Linked DNA regions of Cyclopterus lumpus: region 1 is linked to region 2. A link is a contact called in public Hi-C data. All regions are on one chromosome and are shown on one strand. Each heading gives the region's core, a stretch centred on a gene start, on an enhancer-like site or on the middle of the called end of the contact. The rest is flanking DNA. Distances are from core to core; before and after follow the strand shown.

The links. Hi-C and Micro-C count contacts between places; a contact is called where the count stands out from the background.
Region 1: a Hi-C map of muscle shows a contact between it and region 2, with 3 times the contacts expected there. The contact joins the promoter of tube1 here to the promoter of LOC117727500 in region 2. A contact is called at or near these places in 2 of 2 Hi-C or Micro-C datasets (both in muscle).

The regions. Positions count from the first base shown.
Region 1 is chr24:17,375,535-17,381,212 of fCycLum1.pri, reverse strand. tube1 (tubulin epsilon chain) reads right to left here and starts at 3,746. Exons shown (of 13, transcript XM_034528084.1): 1 at 3,554-3,746; 2 at 3,232-3,305; 3 at 2,514-2,566; 4 at 2,351-2,408; 5 at 2,051-2,166; 6 at 1,167-1,288; 7 at 635-822; 8 at 372-544. The coding sequence starts at 3,578. lama4 (laminin subunit alpha-4) reads right to left here. Exons shown (of 40, transcript XM_034527585.1): 40 at 5,437-5,678.
Region 2 is chr24:17,177,440-17,183,094 of fCycLum1.pri, reverse strand. It overlaps LOC117727500 (heparan sulfate glucosamine 3-O-sulfotransferase 5), which reads right to left and starts at 1,869. Exons shown (of 2, transcript XM_034527855.1): 1 at 1,763-1,869; 2 at 1-728. The coding sequence starts at 1,869.

The DNA.
Region 1 (5,678 bases), core at 2,497-4,996, 200 kb before region 2:
GTTAGTGTCTAAAACATTCTACTATGCCGTCTGTTCAACGGTGAGCTTTTTGTTTGTGTTCTGCTAATAATTTGATTTTTGATGATTATAGGCTGATCATATGCAGAGTCAATCAGCTGTTTATGAACAACAACAATATGAAGATACATTTGCCTGGAACTTTTGATGGATACAATTAAGACACTGGGAGCACTCACTGATATACTAGGACACATAACAACTATTATTATATTTTGCTTATCGTAGCACCATTTTGAAAATGTCTAACATAAAAACAACACCAGTGCTAAAAGCGTGGCAGCGTGTCCTGTGGTGAAACAAACATTGTGAGACAGGGGTCGTCTGTGTATGAGCAGACAGAAATACTATACCTGGTAATATTGAGCAGCAGGTTAGCCACGATATTATTCATGGCATCGAAGGGCTTCTCCGCCCCGCTGAGCCCGCCCTGCCCGGAGATGACGGCGCTGTCCCTCTTGATCGCCGACCCTGGCTTCCCACCGTGAGACATCTGCCTGATCTTGTTCACAATGTCAACCAGCGACTGGAGGAGGAGAAACGACTGCTAGTCAGTTTTTTGACCGTGTACATGCTGCAGCGATTCGTGCAGGAAGAGGCGGACAGTGAAACACACTTGGTTTTCGACAGGCAGGACACAGTCGGCGTGCTCCGTGAGCTCCCTCATGGCCAGGACACTGTTGTAGGGGGAGGTGACGACGTCGTCCTCCGCAGACGGATAGATGGAGGAGACGATGCGGCACACCTCGGGGAACTCCTCCTCTAGCAGGCCCAGCACCCTGGTCCCCAGACCGGAACCCGTACCTCAAAGTCAGAATTGGCACATTAACTTTCTGCTGGAACCAGACTGCCTCAGTGCCACGTAAACCAGAAACCTGGTGTCTGGTAATAGTGTGGAATACTGTACAAACCAGATTTTCCCAGCTCAATTTCGCCCAGAGAAAGCACGTTTTCCTGGGCATACGCTAAGTAATTTGTACAACAGAAGATAATGTACACACAGAAAATACACAAATAATAAAATCAGGAAGCAGAGTCTTTTATCATCTCTATGTTATATCTGCATGCGAAAGATTGGATTTACAAACGCATCGAATGTCTAAAGATTACCGATTACAAAATAAAGGCCTGTTGTGTCCTCGTCTCACCTCCTCCCATAGAGTGAATGAGAAAAAAGCACTGCAGACAGTCGCAGTGTTCTGCTGCCTTCCTCAGCTTGTCCACGATCTGCTCCCTGTAGGCTGAGCCATAAGTCATGTGTCCGACTGCCCTGCAGAGAAAGAAGAAGCATTTTAACGTTGTAAAAACAACGCTTTGGTTTTATGAAGCAAGAATGGGCTGCAGTTTTCTCAATGTGGTGGTAGATAGTCCTGAGTGAATGGGTTTATCCGACAGAGAGAGACAAAGTTAAGACTTAAAAAACATTTGTCACACATTTTGAGTTGGTGTGATAGCTGCAGGATCAAAGTTGTTTGTAATGTAATGTGTAATGTAAAGTAGTTACAATGCATGTGAACTTCAGAATGAGAGGCTGGACCAGGCCTTTGTTGAGGGGGAAATGGATACGCTGCGATAATCACGGCTCTGACATAACTCAGCCACAACACATGTCTCTCTGTGTACTGCCTTTCACTCTGCTGCAAAGTCCTCTCCCGGTGTTTAAACAAGTCTGCTTGGCATAAGCATGTTGTTGCAAAGAGGCATTGCTTCTTTTTAACAATGGCTGTCGGCCTAAAACACACAGAGGGAGTATTTGCACCGGCCCTGACCATTCCTCCAAATTAGGCTACGTAGGCTTGAGTAGGGGTTAATGGGGAGTGGGCGGACATCACCCACTTGTTGAGACTACTAAACTTCAAGCTTCAAGAAAATTAAATGGTAATCCAGTTTCATTGACTCAATCCCCGAACACCACACCATTACAACTGTCTGTGTTCTGTGGTTTAAACGATTGTGGAACAAGTCAAATTATGGTTCGCAACAGTTGCTGCCGAACACATGAGCCCCCGTGGGCAGAAGCCCCGTCTCTCACCAGTTATTGCCTGAACCTGACACGTCTGTGAGGAGCTGAGTGCTGTCGAACACTTCTCTCAATGGGCCCTGCAGGATCTCGTTGACCACACCCTCTTCCATGTCCACCAGCACTGCCTGCGGATTCAAATATGCACGTATGAGGCCCGCACATAGATTCCGTTGCCATTATACGCTGAGCGCATGCCTTTGACACTCTGGCATCATTCCACAACTCCTCTTCGTATTCTTAACCGATGTGTGCCAAACCTGAAACCTAAATTCTTTCACACTGTTTTTCTAGTAATGAGCCAAAACTCACCCTGGCCTTCAGACGCTGGATTCGCCCACCAATCCCACAGGCTCCCCCACCACTTTCACTGAAAAAAGAACACCAAAGATAACAGGGCTACATTCTGACCACAGCTGGGAGGCTAATGTCTCAACCCATGTAGCCGTTACTCAGTAAAAGAAGGTGTGATTACCTTGAGTCCACGTTTCGGAAAAAGCTACCGAGTGCCTCATCATACAATCCATTCTGAATATGGGGGAAAAGAAGAGGATGTTAGGGATGTTCTTACAAGTCGAATGTCGGCCATCAACATATCGGTTTAAAGAGTTCAGGGCATAACAACAATGAGCTTCCCTCAAAGGTTAGTTCAGGTTTTATTATATGCATATGTTGTGTTTTCTGTAGTTATGGCCATCCTTCCTGTCTGTCTGACTTCGTGACAGCAATGATGTTGTGTTCCAGGTTCTCAACAATTATTTTAGTGAGTACAGCAGCACTGCTTGTCCTGTGCATCTGATTACAGGTACTTCATTAGATGGACAATGCCGTGTGATAAATCCTACAGAAATATTTATTTGCTGTGTGTATAGTTGGAGGAGGTATTTGTGAATGTCCCAGTTACTGATAGGAACAAAGGCCACAAAAACTACAAAAAGGACCCATGTTGTAATACACTGTAAATTACTTTTTTGTTTTTTGTCTGTATAATCGAACAGATATATGTATGAAAGTGTGTATGCATAGCCTGTGTATTTGTAGGTGTGTGCGTTTATATGTAGATCTCTCTAATAGTTGGAATTCAAAGGGTGCTTTATTGTAAGCCAATGTAATGCAAGATGCCAGTGTGCCGTCCATGAGATTGTGTTTGACTTAGTTAAATGAGAGCTCATTCGTGCGCGTGCGTTACTTACTTTATTGACATGGGCGTGTTCTCGCAAAGCAAGATCCCAGAACCTGCAGCCGACCTGGTTGCCACACTGGCCCACTGGAGAACACGGGTTACAACAACGTTTAGTCAGCGCAGCTCTGGGGAACGTTACTGCGCGTCAAACCACTCGTTCGCTCAGCGGCAGGTAAACCAACTCAACAAACTAAGAGCTTATATATGCGAGTTACGGCCGCTCAGCTAGCAGCGGGGCTACCGTAGCTACACAGGAGGTGACAGCTAAGCTAGCTGTTAGCTCGTAGCCTAGGTGCTAACGTCCACTAACTAACGTTACGTCTTGTACTCACCCTGGACAACAATGGACTGTGTCATGGTGGCAGCAACACGCAGAGCCCTTTCTACCGCTGGGCTCAGGCATACTTCATGTCAGCATTTCACCATAACTGTCCATAAAGACGACTTTTTTTTAGAAGACTTTCAAACGTTACGTGTCTCGCGCCTCCACTTGTGTTTGGTCGACGGCTGATGACGTGTTACCATGGAAACGGCGTATTTGGCGACGCAGAGCGTAAGCTGCGGTTTTCAATTAATATTCATTAATCACTTACTCATCTCTTTGGCTCATGCATATTTAAATAATGAATATGTATTATGACATATTAATTGAGTCTCCACAGGTTTCTGTACAGCAATATATGGAAAGCGATATAACATTAGTAGCAGCCTCTTTAGAAAACAGCACACAATATAATGTAGAATTGTAACCTAATAAAAGGCAATAAATCAAATTCAAATGTCTAAAGCGTGTTTATAATAAATAGTTTGGCTGCTTTATTTTCCACATACTTTATTTTCCACAAACACTAGTATTCATTGGAACCTATTTGTTCCTGTCCTCCACTATGATTCCAAATAATTTCTGGTATAACAGGAGAGAACAAAATAGTTTTGATTCTAGCCAATCATGCACCAGAAAGTATTTATATTTAAACAGAAATACAAGTTTATGTAATTACTATTTCTACATCACAGAATATACAGTTATTGGGATCAATGTTGAAACTTTGGCTAAAGCATTCTCCTGAAGAATATTTATCTTTGTATACTTTGAAATAAACCTCTTTTGCTTTTGGAGGTAAAGGTAACTTTGCAGAGGTTGATCCATCATTTACTTAATGGAGAATGACAAAATGTGAGGAATGCATGAGGAATAAAACACTTGCAAAGAGACTACGGATCACTTTGTTTGGGGAAATCTTAGTTGAGAAATCATGTCCTTCAGTCATCGGTGAGGGGAGATTGCAAGGGGGCAACCATACGAGAAGTATGCTTCTAATAACCTCAATATTCTGTTTACGGTTGCACTGGAAATAACAATTCATCGGCTGCAGAATTCTTCAAAAGTTAAGATGTTGCGGTAATTTTTGAACCAAAAAAGTCACAACATAGAAGAAAATCAATACCGCCAATCTTAAAAAAGATAAATAACCCTGGGAAGCAATACAAAACGCAGTCGTTATTTCCAAAACAGAACTTTAATATTAGATCTTTAAGGGTTCCATTTCTAGTCAAAGTCAATGGCCTGCCGGCCATCACCTTCATAATCTTTTGCCATGATAGCTTTCTTTATAGAATAAGGTTTTCTTTTCCAAATGTCAGTTTAAGTTGTTGATTTTCTTTGTTAGATTTGGAAAGGAATGAGCGGAATGAATAGACCTTGCAATATCTCTAATTGACCATCTGTCTCTTCTTGATTTGCTTCATTCGTTTTGTTCCATACATTAATTTTGAATGCTTTGTAATATATTAATATAATGGGGATATTACGTGCTGCCACAAGGTGGCAGTCGTGTATTACTAATAACTCACAGCTTTGTTTCCTTCCAAGTTCAGTTGTAAACTAGATGCTTTTGAAAATAATTCTAGACTCGGAAAGGCTCAATATCTGAATTTATTTTGGAAGAATTGAGAGTATTTCTGCTGACGAGAGATTGAGAAATGGGCAGCCTTGTTTTCTATCTCAGTTAATTGTAAAACAAGGCAAAGCACCACCTGACAGCATTGAGCTATATAATGATAAACACATTTGAGTTTCGATGCTGGGGAAATAAAAGGAGTGACTGCTAAACAGAACTACATAAAAAAGATTCTGAACCAACAAAAAAGACATGAAAACTTCATGAAACGTCCTCTGTTTTAGCAATCACGCTTTCAATCAAAACCATTACATGGATGTAAAATATGTTTTATTTATCAGAAATAACACTGTACAAAAAGAAAGATGAGCTTGTACAAAAAAGAAAGTGTCATTGTGAGTATAAGGTGGGATGGCGAAACATAAAATGCATTAACATGTTTAATATTATGTCAGAAGCCTAAATCATGGATACACTGTCAGTTCCTCGGGATGGTTGTGAGCCTGACATTTTCGTCTTCTAAATCTTTTCTGGTTATTTTCAAATTTTGGACAAT
Region 2 (5,655 bases), core at 620-3,119:
TGATTCTCGAGGGCAGGTTGAGGAAGCGCTCGACGAGCTGCAGCTCGGGCAGCGGGTCCGTGATGAGGCGGTCCCCGTCCACGATGTGGAACTGCTCCACGGGGAAATACTTCAGCCAGCGCTCCAAGTGTTTGGTGTAGATGCTCGTCCGCACCGCTTTGTACTTTGTGTTCACCTCGCAGGTGCCGGAGTCCACGGCCAGCTTCTCGAACTTGTGGTAGGTCTTGTTTTTGCGCTCCTTGCCCTCCAGCACCTGCGTGTAGTCGGACACCGCTCTGGTGGTGGGCTCGCGGACGATGATCAGAAGCTTGATGGAGGAGTTCATCTTGAAGATGCGTTCGGGGACCTCCTCCGTGATGAAGTAGGCGGGGCTCTTCTCGATGGTAATCTGGTGGGGGAAGGAGAAGGGCATTTTCTCCCGGTACCAGTCGATGCCCCGGGCGTAGTTTTGGTCATTGTCGAAGAAGTGGATCTCCTGCGAGGCCTTGACCACCGCCGGATGCAGGTTGAGCATCTCCAGCAGGGCGCGGGTGCCCCCTTTGCGCACCCCGATGATGATGGCCTGCGGAAGCTGCTGGACCAGGTTGTGCAGGCGGATTTGCTCTTTGGTGGCATTGCCCTTGCGCAGTTCATGGAGCAGGCCGCGCTTAAACTGCAGGGTGCGGAGAGGGATTTGCTCGGGATCTGGAGGGGGCAGTCGGCTCTCAATGGGGCAAATGGGCTGTAGCCTGAGAGACACCAAAGCAAAGCAGAAAAAGATTCTGAGTTTAACGCTATCACAGATTACTCATTACAACGATCGTTAACTTCCTTTCAAATGAACTCTTCGGCTGGTTAAACCACACGTCTTTTGGTCAGTGATGTGGAATATGAAATTCTGTAGGCGGTGCTTTTTTCGGTTCAGCTACGACTCTCCATGCCAATAAGATATTGCACGAAAATACATGCCATCTGTTTCATGCGATATGGTCTCTGCAAAATATATCTATATCTCCATCTCCTATGGAGAAAGTTTCTCTATTATTGAAGCTTGAAAGTATTGTATTATCAAAAGGGAAAAAAATGGCTTTGCAATAAGATTATTTCAACCACATTTTTCATCTTACAAATTAGTAAATCATGAAACAAGACAGACTGGTTTCTTTGGTACCAGATGTGACACAAGAGGGTGGAGCTATATTATATTGGCAGCTGGATAAGACACGTGTAGGTGATTCAAATGTTAATTAACTTAATGAACTGAAAGTTCTGACACAAAAACATAGACAACCCCCAGACTGAACAATGGCGTGGTAGCGCATTGTCATTCATAGGGTAGCCACGCCCCTAGAGCTTCCCCTGCTTTATGGTCTATTATTCGACTATAAATAGCAACATCATGCTGTATTGAAGAATATTGGAAACTGGCAATTGAGACCATAAACAATGTTTACAATGTTTATTGAGGGAATAAATTAAATGAGAAGTTCTCATAGACTTCTATGCAATCTGACTTGACCCCCTGGTGGCCATGAGAAAGAATGCAAGTTTAAGGCCCTCCTGCATTGGCTTCGCTTTTCAGTTTGCCGCCTGGTTTGGACTTAGTAAGCTCCAAATGAATTGCTCTTCATTGAATCAATAACGTTGTCTGGATCTGAACTTCTTGTGTGACGGAGCACATTTAAACAACTCAATGAAGTGGAGGTTTGCCTGCATTGAATCCCTGATTCACTAAACTCTGTTCCAGTAATTAGTGAATCATGTTGTGACTGTGATGACTTACCTATCCAAGGTCCCAACCCTGGCCACGAGATAGAGGACACTTCCGATTGCGAGGCTGCCCAGAACGAAGAGCTTCTGTCTCAGCAATGCCTGCTGTTTGAATAGCATGGCCCTCCATCAATCTTCAGGACTGCGTCTTCAGCCTGCAGAGAGCAGAGTATATAAAGCACAAATCACCAGGGGAAGAGAGACAGCCTAATGTTTATTAACACACACTCATTCAAGTCTTACAAGATTAAGCTGCTGCAGTGCTATTAGAGAACATGCTCATTCACCCACCACTACTTTGTTACACTTTACTTCATTTCTGCAAATTAAAGAATGAGACCTGAACTAATGTACAGGTGTGCTGTGAGTGCACAGCTTTGACACAGGAACGTGATATATTAAGGATGGCCACGAATGAGAAGCGAATGCAGGAGTGCCTTAAACTTGCGTTCTTTCTACTGGCCAGCAGGGGGCGACTCCTCTGGTTGTATAGAAGTCTCTTAGAAAATTATTCCTTCCCACTTGATTTACTACTTCAATAAACATTGTAAACATGAGTTTATGGTCTCAATCTACTGTATGTGGGTTGGCCATTATGAGCGACACATTTCACACATATCACGAATAGTTATTTGATGTATAGTTACCATGAAAATATTTATTAGTGCAGTTTTCATGTTGTGGTATTTTTGAAGTGCTGAAAGTTGATTCCAAATGAGACAATATCACAATATCAATACCTAAAAAAATACTGAATATAAGAATGCTTTTTAAAGTGGAACACCAACTAAGTTAAGAATTCTAATACGTTATTGCAATGGCCTGGATGTCCAATCCATATTATTAATACTTACAATCTCAATATACAATAGGTCTCAACTTTGATGTCATAAAGTGTGGAGCTGCTCCATAGACGATTAATATAGACTGATTTTTTGAGTTTTTTTAGACCTAAATTCCCCAGGCTGCTCTCATCGTGAACATCTTTCCCAATCGTCAATGGAGCAGCTCCACACTTTATACTTGATGACAGGACACAGTTGAAATTAAGAGAGTTATTAGCTAATATTTTGAGACTTTCTTAGAATGTAGGAATAACATGTATGAATTTTGAAAATGGGTGTAGTTCCCTGTTAATGTATAAAAAGGATTATGGTATCTAAACATATTATTATTATTTGTATCCCCTTCTGTTATTTCATATGGGATCCAATCCTCGACCCAAGAGCAATCTCATGTTCTTCTTGACTTTAATGAAAGGACGCACTTTAACCCATCTTCATGTTGATGTTAATGTCCCTTTTGACCTTTGAAAAAAGATGAAAGAATTCATCTCTTTATCCAAGAGAGGGCACTACACCCTCTCATAAAAGATGCAGCACAGACATGTTTGTCTCAGTGTAATTAAAGAACAGAGAGTTTCTTCAGGTTTTTTTCTTCTTCTTTTCACAGATCGATACCTGAGCCCTTTCCGCATCTGCACACTTATCACGGTGTGACTGGCTAAATCACATTATGGAGCAACAGATCCATACAGAAGTTGTAGCGTTATTACAAAAGGGCCGAGTGCACTCTACTGCCTACCATTACCAATAGAGCAGATCCTCTGGAGCATCTCATAAACAAGTAGAGCGAGCTTTTGACCCCACTGTGACTGGAAAACATTTCACTCATATTGCCTCGTGGTGACTTCTGAAGGGGGACCAGCAGAGCAATTGCAATTTCATCCGTCGGACAAAGCGGGAGAATAAAACCAGTTAGCCAGGGGCCAGGCTCGTGTTTGTGGAGTCCCATTTAGAAAAGAAAGGTTTTTCATTACAGCCGGTATCTCTGAATCAAGCGGGAGCCATACATTAAATTGCTTCCAATGAAAAATAAAGTCAGTTTTTTGTTGTTGTTGGGGCAAGACACACTGATAATAAAGTAATCCACTTTCTTTCTTTTTTAAAAACCTTAAAAAAAAGGAAGACTATTTAACATGTGATTCTCAAGAAGGTTTATCTTAAGATTTAAAGCGAGACTAAGAAAGATGTATACTTTACTTTCTCTTTCAGTTGTTACAAAAGTTTGATTCAAAAGCAATGAAATGCATCCATTCTTAATTCAATACACAATGCTGCTACAGCTACACTGGTAGGATCTTTAGCTGTCAGCTGAATGCTATCAGATGTTAGCTGAAGTTTGCTTTGAAGTTTTTTTATTACTGTTTCTGCTTGCTTGACTCTTACACTACTTTTCTTGGCTTTACCATTATCCCATAATTCAGCCTTCACTGATGCTGCAGTCATGTCATAATATGTTTGAGATGTGGTTTAGAAGAGATATGAAAGATACACATGTTGTCACCGGTTAGCTCAGTGCAGGTACATGGTTGTCGATTGGGATCGAACCGCCCATCTTCCGATGGGAGGAGCCGACCCGCTCTTCCACAGCCGCTAACTATGATTGGACAAACGCTGTTTGAAGGAGGGGATTAACAAAAGATGGAGCTGCTACTGTTCAGGTAAATATTGCTCAAGCCTTGTATGTTCTTATGTGCATTTTGATGTATCCCATTACAAAACAGAACAACATGGTTGCGGCAAACTTCAATGACAATTTCTCAATTACGTACAAAAATTTGTTTTGGAAAAATAGAAACTCTTTTAAAAAGGCTATCGACCGACACATACAGAAACTCATAGCAGGTTTCACCAGACTCGACTCTGTTTGAACTAACTAGTTGCACCTTCTTCATGACAAACATGTATTGTTTGCTCTGTGAAGGAGCTGTGCAAGGCCGCGAGCACAAGAGGGGGCCCCATACAGAAAGATTAATTATGGAGCAGTTATGTTTATAATCTATGCACTGGGGCAACATTTTATTTTTCAGGAGCTAAGAGAATTTGCAGTGGCTTTGTCTGTGTAAATCTAACCACACTATACAGCTAAATTCACGTATTTAAAAAAAATTCCTCATGAATGTTGATGCCAATTCTAAAATAGCAGCATCATTCTAATCTACAGTGCTGATGAAAATGTCTCAGAAATGACACCTCTGCTCCTGCCAGATAAGATCAGCCCTGAAAAGAAAGGGTGGGAGTTGTTTATGTTGTCTATATAAAAAGCAGATTCTCACACACCGTGACCTAAAAAAACCCTCTGCTGTTTTTCTCCTTGTCGGGCTTCAAGACAAGCGTTATGTTTTGATGGAACAATCAGAGGGTAGCAGCTGGGGGAGAGAAGACGGAATGGTGAAATGCTCGGCGTGATGCAGTGACATCCTCAGCGAGGAAAGCATCATTTGTCTGGGGTTTGCTTTAGATCGAAGTGTGCTGTCAGTAACAATCTTAGGGAGGGAGGGGAGGAATTCCGATAACGAGGCTGCGCAAGGGCACAGGGTGTGTGATCAGAGAAATCAAATAGCACTTGAAAAGTCTGTTTTCCTGGTCCAAATACAGAGGGGGCAGGCATGAGGTTGGGGGATATGCAAGAGAGCTGTTATAGAACCAAGTGTAGTTTCACTAAGCTACACAGTTCATATGCCAAGAAGAAAACATTCAATAGACTTGTACTTGTAGCGTGCTTTTCTAGTCTTCCGGCCATTTAAAGCACTTCAACACTACATGTTATCATTCACCCATATTCATACAGTGATGGTAGGGGCTACCATGCGAGGTGGTTGAACCAACATTCATACAACATTCACAAACCTACGGCGAAGCTACAGGAGCAATTTGGGGTTAAGTCTTGCCCATGGACACACCGACATGGACTAGTTGAACCGGGGATCGAACCGCCGATCCTCTGACTGAAGCTAAGCAAAGAAAAAGGCTGTAATGTTTAGTCCAACCTGTATGTGTGTATACAAAACTGTTGCAAAAAAAACAAACATACAGCATCTTTGCTGCTCCAACTCAGGTGCAG